2 separate regions of the Gossypium hirsutum genome follow, and region 1 is linked to region 2. The links are chromatin contacts, called in public Hi-C maps. All regions are on one chromosome and are shown on one strand. Each heading gives the region's core, a stretch centred on a gene start, on an enhancer-like site or on the middle of the called end of the contact. The rest is flanking DNA. Distances are from core to core; before and after follow the strand shown. Region 1 holds the start of LOC107952816 (HMG-Y-related protein A). Region 2 holds the start of LOC107952815 (14-3-3 protein 4).

Evidence for each region. A called contact is a pair of places that touch in the nucleus more often than the background predicts.
Region 1: a Hi-C map of leaf shows a contact between it and region 2, with 2.4 times the contacts expected there. The contact joins the promoter of LOC107952816 here to the promoter of LOC107952815 in region 2. A contact is called at or near these places in 6 of 34 Hi-C or Micro-C datasets (callus, hypocotyl and leaf).

What each region holds. Positions count from the first base shown.
Region 1 is chrA07:59,965,643-59,973,290 of Gossypium_hirsutum_v2.1, reverse strand. It overlaps LOC107952816 (HMG-Y-related protein A), which reads left to right and starts at 5,830. Exons shown (of 2, transcript XM_016888006.2): 1 at 5,830-6,256; 2 at 6,807-7,584. The coding sequence starts at 6,206. The coding sequence ends at 7,298.
Region 2 is chrA07:59,821,917-59,829,291 of Gossypium_hirsutum_v2.1, reverse strand. LOC107952815 (14-3-3 protein 4) reads right to left here and starts at 2,147. Exons shown (of 4, transcript NM_001327599.1): 1 at 1,662-2,147; 2 at 1,420-1,542; 3 at 708-824; 4 at 224-286. The coding sequence starts at 2,147. The coding sequence ends at 224.

The DNA.
Region 1 (7,648 bases), core at 4,581-7,080, 140 kb before region 2:
GTTACTATAAAAAGAGGTCACCTCAAGTCATTTTACACATTCACGCTTAAAAAGCCTAGAAGATCTCTACAGTAATATTTGAAGAAGCCAAAGAACTTGAAGAAATTTAGAGGAATGCCATATTAATTTTGAAGAAAAGTCGCATTCGAATTCAATTCAACCGCAGAAAGGTCACTAAACTATTGCATGAGTTCTATTTTGGTCACTGAACTTTTAATTTTTCCAATTTAGTCACTAAACTATTCGAAATCAATTTTTTTGTTCATTGAACGTTAACAAGCATTTGAAATTTTATGGAAGCGCTAATGTGTGATTTTTTTTATTGGTCTAATAACAAATTTAACTCTCTAATGTTTATATATTTTTATCAACTTGATATTAAATATAAAAAAATTAACAAATTTGGCTCTTAATGTTTACAAAAGTTGTAATTTTAATTCAAATTCTAAAAAAATCAATAAATTTAAGTTTTAATGTTTATAAAATGACAAATTTACAAAATTTTTAAAATTTAAATAGTTTATTGTCAGGTCATGCTAGCAATATCCATGGTTATGGAAACCTTCATCACCATTCCATTCTCTTTAATAGACGAACAAACAGATTCTTGTCTTCGCAGTCCATATTTGGTACTCTGATGAAAATACGACTGTTCTAATCCGGTGGGAAGTCATCCGTAACTTTCTTTATTTTTATTTAGGGCTAGTTTAGTATTGCTTCTTAAAAGCACTTTTTAGATAAAAACATTACTAAACAAAATATTTTTGAGCTTTTTAAAAATGTTTTTGAAAAAAATTATTTTTTAAAAATACTTTTTTTTGCGAGAAACAGAAAGCAAAACAATTTTAACTTCTGCCTAAAAAATTTTTTGTAACATCCCGATTTTGGGCCTAGTCGGAACAGTGGTTTCGGGGCCACAAATTCGATGAAGAAAATTTTATTTTTATTATATTTTTATGGTCTATAATTTTACGAAATAATTTTGCGAAAACCTCGTTTGAAAATTTTTACTTCCGGGCACTCAATTTAATCAAAAGGACTAAATTGTAAAATTTCCAAAATGTGTGTTCTAGTTTACAAAGGTACTAAGTACTTGTGAGTAATGGGTTTTTTAATTGGGGGTCCTTAAATGGTAAATAGCCCATTTTGTAATTAGTGGACAAAGATGGACATGGCATGGTATGTTTTTATTTATTTTTCATTAAGGGTATTTTAGTAAATTGGTAAATAAAGCTAAAATAATTATGAAAAAGATGTCATATTCTTCATTTTTCTCATGCCATAGTCGTATATGGAGATGGAAGACATGGCTAGGGTTTTTAAAACTTCCAAGCTTGATTGTAAGTCCATCTTTTCCCCGTTTTAAAGTTCTTTACATTTTTGAAATCTCGGTAACTTGTTCTACTTATTTCTACCATTAATTTGAGCTAAGGTTCATGTCTAAAAATTTACCCATGAATAATATGCATGTATTTTGATGTCTAATGATAGAAAATAAAGGTTGGGTGTTAGATAAACGACTTTTGCTAAGCGATTTTACGTGAAAACGAGTAAAATGACATAATCGGTAAAAATACCTAATGTTTATAAATACATGTTAGAGTGAGAATTGGATGTTGCTATAGAAGGGAGAAATGATTAGCATGCCATAAAACATAAGAAAATAGGGTGAAGTTTAATTTACGAGATTTGGGGAAAAAGTGTAAATATGTGAAAGTTTAAGGGAAAAATTTTAATTTTTCCAAAATATGATTTTGGGTTGATTTGAATAATATGAGTCCTAATTAGGCTATATTTAAAATGATAGAGCAAGGAAAATCGAAATTCGGGCTAAAATCAGCAAAATACCAAGTTGTGGACAAAATGGTAAAAATGACAATATTCGCATACGAGGTAAGTTCATATGATTTTAATAATGCAATGTGTATTTTAATGTTTGTGTTATGATATTATATGAATTGTAAGTATACATATATGTGAATAATTTGATATTATGTAAATGATGTAACATTACTATATGTTATTGATGTCTTTATAATGGTATGATGATTATTATTTACGAATTGTTGTATGCTATGATTATTATTGAATTACTATACAAATTATGTGGGATACTTGAAAAATATGAATTGCCACCGGAGTATCGATATTGACATCACGAGAAAGATGGCAAAGGTGTATGATCGAGGAAAGAGCCCGTTTGAACCTTAGGAATAGGTTAGGATACAAGTGACATGTCACTAGGAAATTGAGATTCGAACTGGTTGAGTTGCGTTCCAAGTTCGTGAGAATTATGAGGCATCCGAACTCGTTGAGTTGCGTTCCGAGTTCACTTATGGATGCAAGCATCCGAACTCGTTGAGTTGTGTTCCGAGTTCATTATGGATGTGAACACCCGAGCTCGTTGAGTTACGTTCCGAGTTCATTATGGGTGAGATTATGGTAGCTTTGCTACATAAACCGCAGGCTATTGAGTTTGTCTAGCTGTGGGCTTCCGTGTATCCGATTATATTCAGAGTGTTCAATGGGTAATTTGACGGAGTATTCGATAATGGTCCCAATGAGACAAGCCATTGGTGAGTATGTTCTTAAGTTAAATTATAAGTTGTACATGTATGTACACTAAACTTATGTGTGATGCCTTAATATATGATGTATATAGTATTGGTGAATACTATAAAAATGACATGATAAGGAATAAGTCTTGATACTTGATGACATTGAGATTATGGATCTATGCCCATGAAGCATAATTATGTGTTCTTACCATGATGGATGAAATGATATTGTATGGATTTGGTGAATAATAGTGGTGAATGAGTAAATTCAGTCTTGACAGTTTTGGGTTACTGCAGTGATGCAAATTTGGAAATTCACCATAAATTGTGGAAATTGAGTTAGGGACTGAATAAAATATGAAATTAAAGCTAAATTAGTCTAGTTTCACATAGAGGAAACGGTACATGCAATTGAATTTTATGTTATGAGATATTTAAATTGTTGTGATACAGAGTCTGAATGACTTCGAGATCCCCTATTCCTATTTGAGAAATTCACTAAAAATTGTGAAAAAATAATTATGAGTTATAATTTACATGTATAGATTCCTTATTTAGTATATTTTTAATAGAAATAAACATAATAGCCCTTTGAATTCTGTATAGGGAGAAAATTGATTCGTAGTGAATAGAGGTTAGAGTAGCTGAAAACTGAAACAGGGAAAACTTTAATGAATAAACTGTACTAATTGGCTGAGTCAAAAGTTCTGAAAATTTTATGGGAGAAAGGTATATGAGTCTAGTTTTAAGGAAAATTAACGGAACTTAATTTGGAGTTTCGTAGATCCATATATAAATGATTTAGTAACTGTAACTTGATAAAACAGCTTAACCTGAACATGTGTAATTGTACAATTATAGTGTTTTATCTTGAAAAGCATGTTAGTAATTGCTTATTAATTTTGTATGGACTTATTAAGCGTAAAGCTTACCCCTCCTCTCCATTTCTTTAGTATTGGAAAGTCGGCTCGGGGTTAAAGATCGTCGGAGGTAGAATCACACTATCAAGCTATCACTTTTGGGAGAATTAATTCAAATATTAGAAATATCAAGTGAGTGGCATGTATAGGAAGCTAGTTTTATGACATGTATTATTATTATGATTTGGCCTAACCTATTGATCTACGTTGAGTTATTGTATATGGCCATGGGATGTGGCCCATATTCACTATGGTTTGTAAGCTTAATTAATCATGTCATGTTCTATGTTTCTGGTGTGATGAGGTAGTTAGCTTTATTTGTTGTGCATGATTGGTGATACATTAGGTAAGTTGAATGCATACTTATGGATCATGAATTAAATGTAAATAAGTAATAATGCCTTAAACATGAATGTTTAATGGACAAATTGGTAACCACAGTAAGATCGTATTAAACGAGAATAAGATTTGGCATATCTAGTTCTAGTTAATGTAAGAATGTACATTACATATATGATGGTAGGCAAATGATACGTTGGTATTAAAATAGATGATATTGAATGTTATTGAACTCATGTATGTGCTAATATCTTGTGTTGAGGTTGATAGTCATGGATGTTGGTTAAAGTGAAATATGTTTAAAATGAAAGACTTGTTGTTGCGTGGAATTTTCTAGGTTTTCGTAAGTTCTCGGTTTAGTCCCGAAACCATTCCAAAGTATGTTTTGGGCTTCGTAGACCCAAATAAGGGACGTTATACATGTGCCTGAACAGTTTTGAATTAAACGAAATTTTAGGGCCGGTTTTCGTTTGTGTGCATGTTTAAGTCCGATAATGCCTCGTATCCGGTCCCAGCATCAGACACGGGTATTACAATTTTTTTGTCCAAAAATACTTATAAAAAGTAATACTAAATTCACCCTTTATCTATCATCACAAAGTGTTACAAAACTACAAACGTATTCGTCAAAATTATTAACATAATTGCATGCTTTACTGTGCATTTGAGCTTGAATTCCATATATTAACTCCCATTATACCTGTTATGCATATTGGTTAGAATTATTAACATAATTTCATGCATTATTGTACATTTGAGCTTGAATTCCATATATTAACTCCCATTATACTTGTTATATAGCTTAAATTTGCATAGTTGAATGGTTCCAATATTGGACTAAAATTTCTAGTGAATAACACCTTGAACACAATACGAAAACATGGATTATTAGTATATTTACCTCTTATGGTACTGAAAATGAAAGAAAAAAAAAGTCTAAAAGAAAAAAAAGAGAGGCTGATTTAGAATTGGAATTTGAACACCTTCAACTTCAATTCAAACATTAAAGTAGTATATGTTCCAAGAACACAAGAAATCCACAAATTGACCTCGAATTCAATTCCCTTCTCTTAAACATAGTCAACCCGATCAACAAACCCAAATCTAAATCCGCTTTCTAACTAAAAGCAAGCCTATTGAAAGATCCCCTATCTATCCTCCTGTCAAATACAAAAATGGTGCTCTCATTTTGATTATTGTCAAAATCCCCCGTTTATCCTCCTGTCTTTCTAACTCACACCAACATATAAACGTAAATAGTGCTATCATTTTGATTATTATCAAAATTTAAAAAAAAAATTGTAGATCTTGTAAATTTTTACATTTTTTTTTCGTTTTGTAAATAATGTGAGCTAAATTTATTGATTTTAAGATTTTTAAATTAAAATAAAAAAAATTATAAATATGGAGGACCAAATTTGTTATTATTTTATATTTAGGATCAAATAGATAGATTTTGTGGACATTAGAGTACTAAATTAATTATTAGACCAATAAAAAAATGACATAAACACTTCCATCAAATTTCAAAAAAGTGTTAATTTTGAATAGTTTTGTAATTATTTCTATACTTTAAGATTTTGATTTTAATTTTTTTAATTTATATATTTTTAATTTTTAAAACCATGATTAAATTCTTAGAATATGTGACTATTAAATGTTAAATTTATTATTTTTTTAAAATTTATAATTAAATTAATAAAATAAATAATATTAAGAATTAAATTTATTATTATAATATATCATGTCAATAACTAAACACATTTTAACAATAAAGTAACTAAAATATGAAATTGACTTAACGGTAAATTAACAAAAGTATTTGATGATGTAAATATAAACCCGGTTTTGGAAACAATTATTATACTAATGAATATATTTAATTTTGTATAATATAATTTATGAATTTAATAAAATTTATGGTAAAACGGAAAATTTTGACAACCAAGAGTTATGCAAGCACAAGGCTAAATATTTTCGATGAAAATTAATCAATTATATTTTAAAATTAAAATCTTAAGACAAATTGCAAAATGGGGACTACTCTAGAGAGTAGAGAGACAATGGATAATCTAGCGATTCCCCTTTACAAATAAAGAAGAAATAATAAATATAGCCACATCATGGATCCAAGTGAACCCCTGTTCTAAGCGTCTGAACCGAATCTCATCCGTTCATTTTTATCCAAAATAAAATATCATCTTTGCAAATGATCATCAAACAGTATCTAAAGCTGTGTTGGCTCTCGGCTTTAGTTTTCAGTGTAGAAAATTTTGAAAACCGAAGAGAGAAGCGAGAGATTTTTGTGGGGACTGACTGCCCTTTCAAGATCAAAGCTTTGTTGAAGGAATTTTTTCTTTCATTTTCGCTATTCTTTTTGCAAAATTAATGGCTACTGAAGAGGTCAATAATCCGCCTTCACTTCCTTCTTACCCACAGGTACACATCTTCACTCCTCACAAATTTTTTCCTTTCTTTTTTTTCTTAACGATGATCAAAATTTTGATCTTTAAAGTTTGTGTGTGTGTATTTTTTGATGGAATATAAAAGAAAACCATTTTCATTCAACCTCAAATTTCATGGATTTTGTGTGTGTGTAATTTTTTTACTGATTTAGTATTTCTCTTTTATTTTCTCATCTTCAATTCAGTTTTTTTTTTCAGAAATTTCTTCATTTTCATTTGATTTTTTTTCTGATATTTTCTTTTTATATATTTTTTTAAAAAGACACTTTGCCTTGAGAATTGTCAGAAAACTTATATTTCCTTTTTTTTTTGTTTCTCATTTTCATATTTTTTCTGGCTGCAGTTTTGATGTTCATCAAAGAAGTTTCTGTCGATCTCATGAGGATTTTATTTTTCGTTTGTAATTTACATCATAGTAACTTCATGACTTATTTTCCTCCACTTTTAAGCATAAAATTTAAGCTACCTAGCTTAAAAATTGCTTGAAAATCGAGAAATAATTCGTCTTTAATTTGATCATGCAGCTAATTATTAATGCCATAGAAGCGTTAAACGACAAGAATGGTTCAAACAAGACCTCAATATCCAAATACATAGAGTCCAAGTATGGAGATTTGCCTGCTGGCCATTCCACTCTCCTTTCTCACCACCTTAATATAATGAAAGAAAGTGGGGAGCTTGTGTTTTGGAAAAACAATTACATGAAAGCTGATCCGAACGCTCCACCAAGGCGTGGGCGTGGTAGGCCTCCAAAACCCAAGGTCCCATTGCCACCTGGTATGGTTTTAAGCTCTGCAAGGCCGAGGGGCCGCCCTCCTAAGGACCCCAATGCTCCCCTTAGGTCCCCCAAGCCTTCTGGGAGTGGGAAACCACGTGGAAGGCCAAGGAAGATGGCTCGACCCGAAGGGGGAATAGCTGCCAGCTCCACAACTATGATGTCGGCCTCCGTTAGGCCTAGGGGACGTCCGCCTAAGGTGAAGACTTCCGCATTCACTGAAGTTAGTGTTGGACATTAAACAGTATTCTCTTTAACGGTTTTTAACTTGTAGTGGTGATTTACTATTTACTTAATGTTTATTTGTTTGTTTTGTTGTAGAATTTGCACGGTGTTTGTTAGTTTGATAATCGTGTGTGTCTTGTAGAAAATTTAATGTAGTTGTACTTGAGGCTCTGTACTTTTTTCTTCTTTTTTTCTTTTAAATTGAAAGTCATTGTAAAAAGGATGAGTTTGACGACCATGTCGAACTTGTTTATCCGTGTTGTGAGATTGCTTCAATTTTGAGTGAGATGCTTGTTTACTAATTACCCATGATACCCAAACTCTTCATTTCCCTTGAATTGTAATATTTGTGTATCAAACATATTT
Region 2 (7,375 bases), core at 898-3,397:
AACATTCAATAAACTCGAATTTAGCATTACAACATTGATACCAAACAAAACCAAATTCATGTCCGAATGATAATAATAATCCATTGGAATGTAAAATTTCAACTCCAAGTACTGATAAATGTTAAAAAAAAAAAGAACCTTCTACAACAGCCCACATTGCATGTACGTAAAAGTACAACCTGCAACATAAATTACAGAGTACATATCATATGAACTTAACTCATCACTGCTGTCCCTCCCCTGACTCGGGTTTGGAAGCTTCCTTGATCTCGTCTCCAGCTTCGTCCTAAAATTAATGAAAACATACATCAAATATAGATCACCCCATTCAACCAATAAAATGAGAATATTTTTTAACTTTTTTTACTTTTTCTTTTTTTTTAAAAAAAAAAAAGGAAAATCCCAATCACTTGCAATGTGCGACTTTGACTAACAAAAGTTTGCATGAGTAATCCAACATCCCAAGTCAGCCCAGAAAAGACTTAGGAAGAAAGTGTAACCTGTTATGGCTTGTTGACTTACGACATGGCATTTTTAATACAGTAAACAAAGCAGAATGATCTTAGAGATTAACTGAAACTTTTTAGTCTTCACAGTAATCCAATTAAATTAAATGACTTAAGTTTAAAAGGCCATAACAGAGAACTCATGAACTTCACTTTAGACACTAGTTCAGAACAACTATGATGAGAGAGAGAGAAAGAGACCGTGATATCAGATGTCCAAAGGGTTAGGTTGTCCCGAAGAAGTTGCATGATCAATGTACTATCCTTGTAGGATTCCTCACCCAATGTATCCAACTCAGAAATAGCCTCATCAAAAGCCTGCCAAATGAATAACATGTCATTTAATGATAGAAGAGAAACAATCCTTAGATATTCAATTCATGTCCTCAAAGAAGAATTTCTGAATCTCTTCATATAAGAATAATCTAAATCAATGCCTAGTATATATAGGGTAAAATTAATAAATCTCATTAAAACGGATAACAATTTACAAGATCACAGGACCTCACATAAATGATCACTAACATGTTAATTATGTAGACTCACTCCATTCTACAAAGCAACATATTTCATGAGCAGAAACTCTATAGCCATTCCTTCAAACTTCTTCTAAGCTCAGTGTTCATACAAGTACAAGTATCAACCAAATTAGCAAAATATTTTCAGGAGTTAAAGGTTCAGTTATCAGCCAGCAACTCTTGCAAATATAACCAGAGTTACGACAAAAGCAGATCAAGTTGAGGCATAATTACATTATAATAATTTATTATAACATCCTAAATAGATGGACCATACCAAGATAAGTTTTAAAAAAAAAAAGACAACTAAAACTACATAATTTACTTCAGTATCTGTTCTATCTCGATAAAGACAATTAGACAAGAAACAATATATATTAGAAGAGGATAAACACCTGTTTTGCAAGATTGCAAGCACGATCAGGTGAGTTAAGAATTTCATAGTAGAAAACAGAGAAGTTAAGAGCAAGTCCCAGCCTAATTGGGTGAGTTGGCGCTAGGTCACCGAGAGCAATATCCTGCCATCACAAAAAAAAAAATAAAGAAATAAAATAACTAAGAACTTCTATCTGAAGATGCTTAAGAAATTATAGAGAAACTAACTCATTGACAAGATTGCATTACCAATTTCACCCACCTGTGCAGACTTGTAAGCCAACAAAGTGCTCTCAGCAGCTTCCTTCCTCTCAGCACCAGTCTTGAACTCAGCAAGATACCTATGATAATCACCCTTCATTTTAAGGTAAAACACCTTGGACTCGGCAGATGAAGCTGAAGGAATGAGGTGAGACTCAAGGAGGCTCAAAATCCCATCACATATCTTGCTGAGCTCAGCTTCAATCTTGCTCCTATACTCCTTGATGGTTGCAACATGATCCTCATTTCCTCTGCTCTCTTCCTTCTGCTCAATAGAAGAGATAATCCTCCAAGAAGCCCTCCTAGCCCCAATCACATTTTTGTAAGCTACAGAAAGAAGGTTCCTTTCCTCCACAGTCAGCTCACCAACATCTACAGTTTTTGCTACATTTTCCATGAACTCAACCATTTCCTCATAGCGCTCGGCCTGCTCAGCCAGCTTGGCCATGTAAACATTTTCCTCTCGTGATGATTCGGTTGGCGACATCTTTACTATATCAATCTAATACTTGATCCTGCAATACGAAAATATTTACTTTTATCAAACAAACATTTCTAATGAATTTTCATCGGTCTAAACAAGTGCATCTGTATCCGGAGCAACCATTCGAAACATTCTCATTCCTCTATTCTAAAACATCAAATCTTAAAATTTTACTTCTTTCTTTCATCCAAGTTATCAAACTTGCAGATCGATTAAAAACAGCTACAGCCTAAACATAATTTTAAAAGAAAGGGATGGATATTAGCACTAGCTACTGTCCTTTCCTTTTCAACAGTTTCTCAGTAACCAAACAGATCAAAGTCATACCATATTTTGGTTACTAATTTTTCTCTACTCTATATATGAGCAGTAGAACACTCGGAACAAAAAACTTTCCTGTGTTTTTTTCAGCTGATTTGCAGGAACCCAACAGATCCAACAAATAGAAGAAGAAAAGAACGCCGATTTGTTAAATTACTCATAAAAAGCTCAAACCTCAAACAGATCGAATAAAAACCGCTAAAATTAAATCAAAGAAAAACTAAAAATCACACAACACATCAATCAAAATAAATAAATAAATACATAAATATCCATTAAAAAATAAAGGAGAAAATCGGTTCAAAAAGAACATACTGATAGAGAACTTTTTTTTTTCTTTCCACAGCGAGGAGCGTAAGCAAGTGAAGGGGGGGGGGGTGCTCTATTTCTTGATAGTAGATTTAATTTTAATTTATTATTAAAGAAAAGGAGTGTGAATGGGAGGAACAAGGAAAAGTCGGTGGTCCAATGAGAAGAAAAGTAATTGTCGTTGACCGTCAATTTATTTTACATAGATTTAACTAAGGGCAAAATTGATATTTTATCAAATACATTTTTTTTCGATAATTAAAATTCTGAATTGAGTGTATTGACTTGATAGTAAAGATATTCTTCGCTTTAAGTGTGGTTTTCGAGTCGTATTAGTTGTGTTGCTTTAAGACTTTATCTTCTTCCTATAATTAAAAAAAATTAATTAAAACTCTAATAAATTAAATATAAACTATAATAACTAGTAAAAATTACAAAAAACTCGAACATAAAATTTTAAAATTTTTAAAATTTCATTAGACATATAATAATACTCATGATTAACTAAACAAAATAAAATATATTCATACATAATTTACAGTTCATGTATGAAACATTGGGTAATTTATTCCTCATGTTAGTACATTAATTTTTCTCATGATAATACATATATTACATAAGCGTTTTTTGGTTAAGTAATTTCAATAGTAATTAAATGAGATGTCACAAATATTCAAATTGGGCTAAACTTCATACGTAAGTTGCATAATGATCAAAACTAAACATTTTAGAAATTGCTTAAATAAGGGTGAAATAAATATTTTAAAAAGATCAAATAAGAATCAAATTTTGAAGTTGTTCAAATAATGATATTTCAAATGTTGTAGGTAATAGTTTAAATTATATTTTTGTGATGGTCGTCGAAACTACTAAATATAAATTTCTACGACTAAATAATAATAATTAGCAGTATAAAGTAGTAGGGTCGAATCCACAGGGTCTGGTTATCTAATTTCACATTTTTCCGTGACCAGAGTCGCTATCGCAGTCACAGTCATGCTCACGACCTGTGCGTTGAAATGCTGAAAGTAAAAATAAAAATGCGAGGTTTAAATTGATTAAGATAACAAAATAAGAAAATACGAAAAAAATAAAATAAAAACATTTGAAAATGCAAAAATAAATCTAAGAAAATAAAATAAATGGATAAATAAAATATTTTTTAAGCTTAGCCTTAACCTCGGTGTACTTCAATCTTGAATTGATCCTTAAAACAGATTTTCCCTTCCATGTGATAAGCTGGTTATAGCAATCGAGGATCCCTCAAACCGTCAACTTTTCCTCTCGCCGGTATCACCTGCTAATCGACCCTTGTCTAATTTTCAACCACGTGGCATGTACCCGTAATTTAAGACTTCGATAACCTTGTGATCTGAAAAGCCCAACTCAAATTAACGGCCTCAACCGTGTGGGTCGTTTAAATCCGATCACTATCTCTCTTGATGGAATCCAACTAGCATTTTTCAATTGAACATGCTAATTTGTTCACGGGATTTTGAATACAGCATCGCCGACTCAACTTCCCAATTGTACGCCAAACGATTTCAATCCAATGCGCGCTTTTTGAATTGAAATCGAATCAACTTTGGGGGACGAATTTGTACTATCTCATATATTAGAGAGATAGTGAATATCGAATTGTAAAGTATTTAGTGTGGGTTCGTATCTCACAAATACTTTGTCGAAGCGATAACCAGGCTAAGGCTAAAAAGGGTTTAGATAATCATGGAAAGAATCATTCTTGAAAATAAATGGTTTAAATGGAATTGTGGAAATCAAAAGAAACTAAAAGGTTGAAATCAAAAGAAAAAAAAGAATGAAACAACATAATTAAATGGCAAAGACACAAGAGGGAAAAAATTGGAGAATTTATTAAATGGTAAAGGTAAAGTGTGTGTTCAATTGGTTGTAGCCACTAGGTATTTATACACATCTGTAGTGCAAAAATTTAGTTAGATTTTTTCCTAAATATTATCACTAAATAATTCTAAATATTCAAAATTTAAAAATCAAATTTAAACTAGAGATTAATTTTAAACTAATTAAATAGTTGTAACTATATAAAAAATCCTTCAATCTTTATCCAGCTACTATTTTTTAAAAGAAATCTTCAACCCTTCAATTTTTATCCAGTCATCTTTGAATATTCAATCTTTCAATCAAGCCCTCCTCTTTGCTTTTTGTTCAAATTTAGTCCCTTGTTGTAAGAGTTTGAATTCAGCACACCAACTTCATTCCTGATAAGAAAAATCTAAATTTAATAGCATTTTATTCGATAATTAGCCAAAAATAAATATATTAAAAATATAAATTTATCTTGCTATCAATTTCCCCAACTTAGTCGATGCTTGTCCTGAAGCATGATATCTGTAACACTCCTAACCCGAATCCGTTGCCGGAACAAGGTTATGAGGTATTACTTGACTGAACAAAACTTCTATAAGGTCAAAGATACTTACCAGACATAAATTATCAACACATTAGTTCAATTATAAGGCTTCTCTAAACAAAATGAGCAAGCCATCTTCGCATGGCTATGTGTATACAAAGTCGAAATATCATTTTACCTATAGTCTATCCTATACATGCCTTAAACCATGATGATATACAATCTTCTCAACTCACATAATGACTCGATAGTGTGATGATATCTCCGGCTCTTCCAACTCGAACTAAAGGATAAACCTATAAGAAATGGAAAAGAGAACACGGAGTAAGCTTGAATGCTTAGTAAGTTTTAAGCAATGCAAACAATTAATTTACTTATAGATCAATTATTTCAAATTTTCAAGAAATCATTCCTAGGTAATTGCCATTTTGGCCAAGTATCCATGAACATAATGCATATTTAGCAAATTCATCTCACTTGAATCTGAACTCAATTAAAACCAAATATTCAATTCACAAATAAGATCATAAGAACTCGAAAAGCATCTCATTAACTAGTTTTAACCATGTTTGCAACAAAATCACAAATTCACTACAAGCTGTCTTCCTGAGCAACAGTCACTAAATTATTTATAATTGGAGCTAAGAAACTCCAAATCAAGTGCCGTTAATTTCACCTGAAAATAGACTCACATATCTTCCATCCATAAAATTTTCAGAATTTTTCGTTTGACCAATCAATACCATATTTTTATTGAAGTTTCCCCTGTTTCACTGTTTGACTATTCTGACTACTCTTCACTACAAATCTATTTTCTCATTATACAGAATTTGAATTATGTTATCGTTTATTTCATTTGAAACTAGACTCATTAAGGAGTCTAAGTATATAAAATTTATCTTATAATCATCATTGTACAATTTACAATGATTTTCTAAAAATAGAACAGGGGATTTCAAGGTCATTTTGACTCTATCTTACGCCACTTCAAATATCTCATTATCTACAGTTCTTTTGCTTACAAGGTTTCTTTTATAAGAAACTAGACTCATTAAGCTTTAATTACATAATTTATTCAGCTTCTAATTCAATTTCTACAATTTATGGTGATTTTCCAAAATCACGCTACTGTTGCTGTCCCAAGCAGATTTATTACAATTTGCTCTTTCACACATTCCTTGCATTCAAATTATCTAAACATGTATATCATGTCATTCAAGATCAAACTCAAATAACATAGGCATTAAAATGCTTCACTAACAGCTTTAGTTTCATTGAAATGAATAAAATACAAAATCATATTCACATTTAATATTCCACGATCATAATCACCTAAAAATAAATCATATACTTCCACAAATCTTTCCACAAGGACCAAGTGTTTATATTTGAATATAAACATAGAATCACTTCACATAACTTCACACATTTACCGAGTATATCACGATCACATATATAGTCATAACACTTATTCACAGATGCATCACTTTATATACTTATAATTTAATTCAAATCAAATCACATACGAGTACATGATACGTACCTGGCCAACTTAATATGTAATGCACTTTCAATTTGTCAACTTAGTGTAGGATCTTGTAATTGTATACTTTTATCAAATTCATCGGCACTTGGCCTGCTAGGTATAAAACCCAAAATTATGTTACCAGCACAAAGCCTGCGGGACTTTAGCTCGGATAAATTTCCAGCACGAAGCTTGCGGGACTTTAGCCCGGATACATTTCCAGCACGAAGCCTGCGGGTCTTTAGCCCGGATACATTTCCAGTGTCTTGCTTATTTATTCATATGTTAACACATTTCACATACCATATCACATTAGCAATTCAATTGCTTCATTCGAATATAAGCACAAAATGTACACCTACCCTTTAACTTTCGGTTCAATAATCATACACAAGGAACACAAATGTCGGAATCCTGTGTCATGACATATGTATCCTAACTATTCCTAAGATTCATACAGGGCTTTCGAACGTCGTAACTCGGTTGAATCGAAAGCTCGAACATAGTTTTCAAACTCATACACATTCGGCATTTACAAGTATAAATTCATATATTATATACCAGCATATATACTTAACATTTAACTACATTTAGGCATGTGTATTTGCTTATAAACTTACCTCAGACGTCGTAAAACGGGACGAAGCTGCTAGTCGACAACTTTCGTTTTTCCCTAGTCCAAATCCG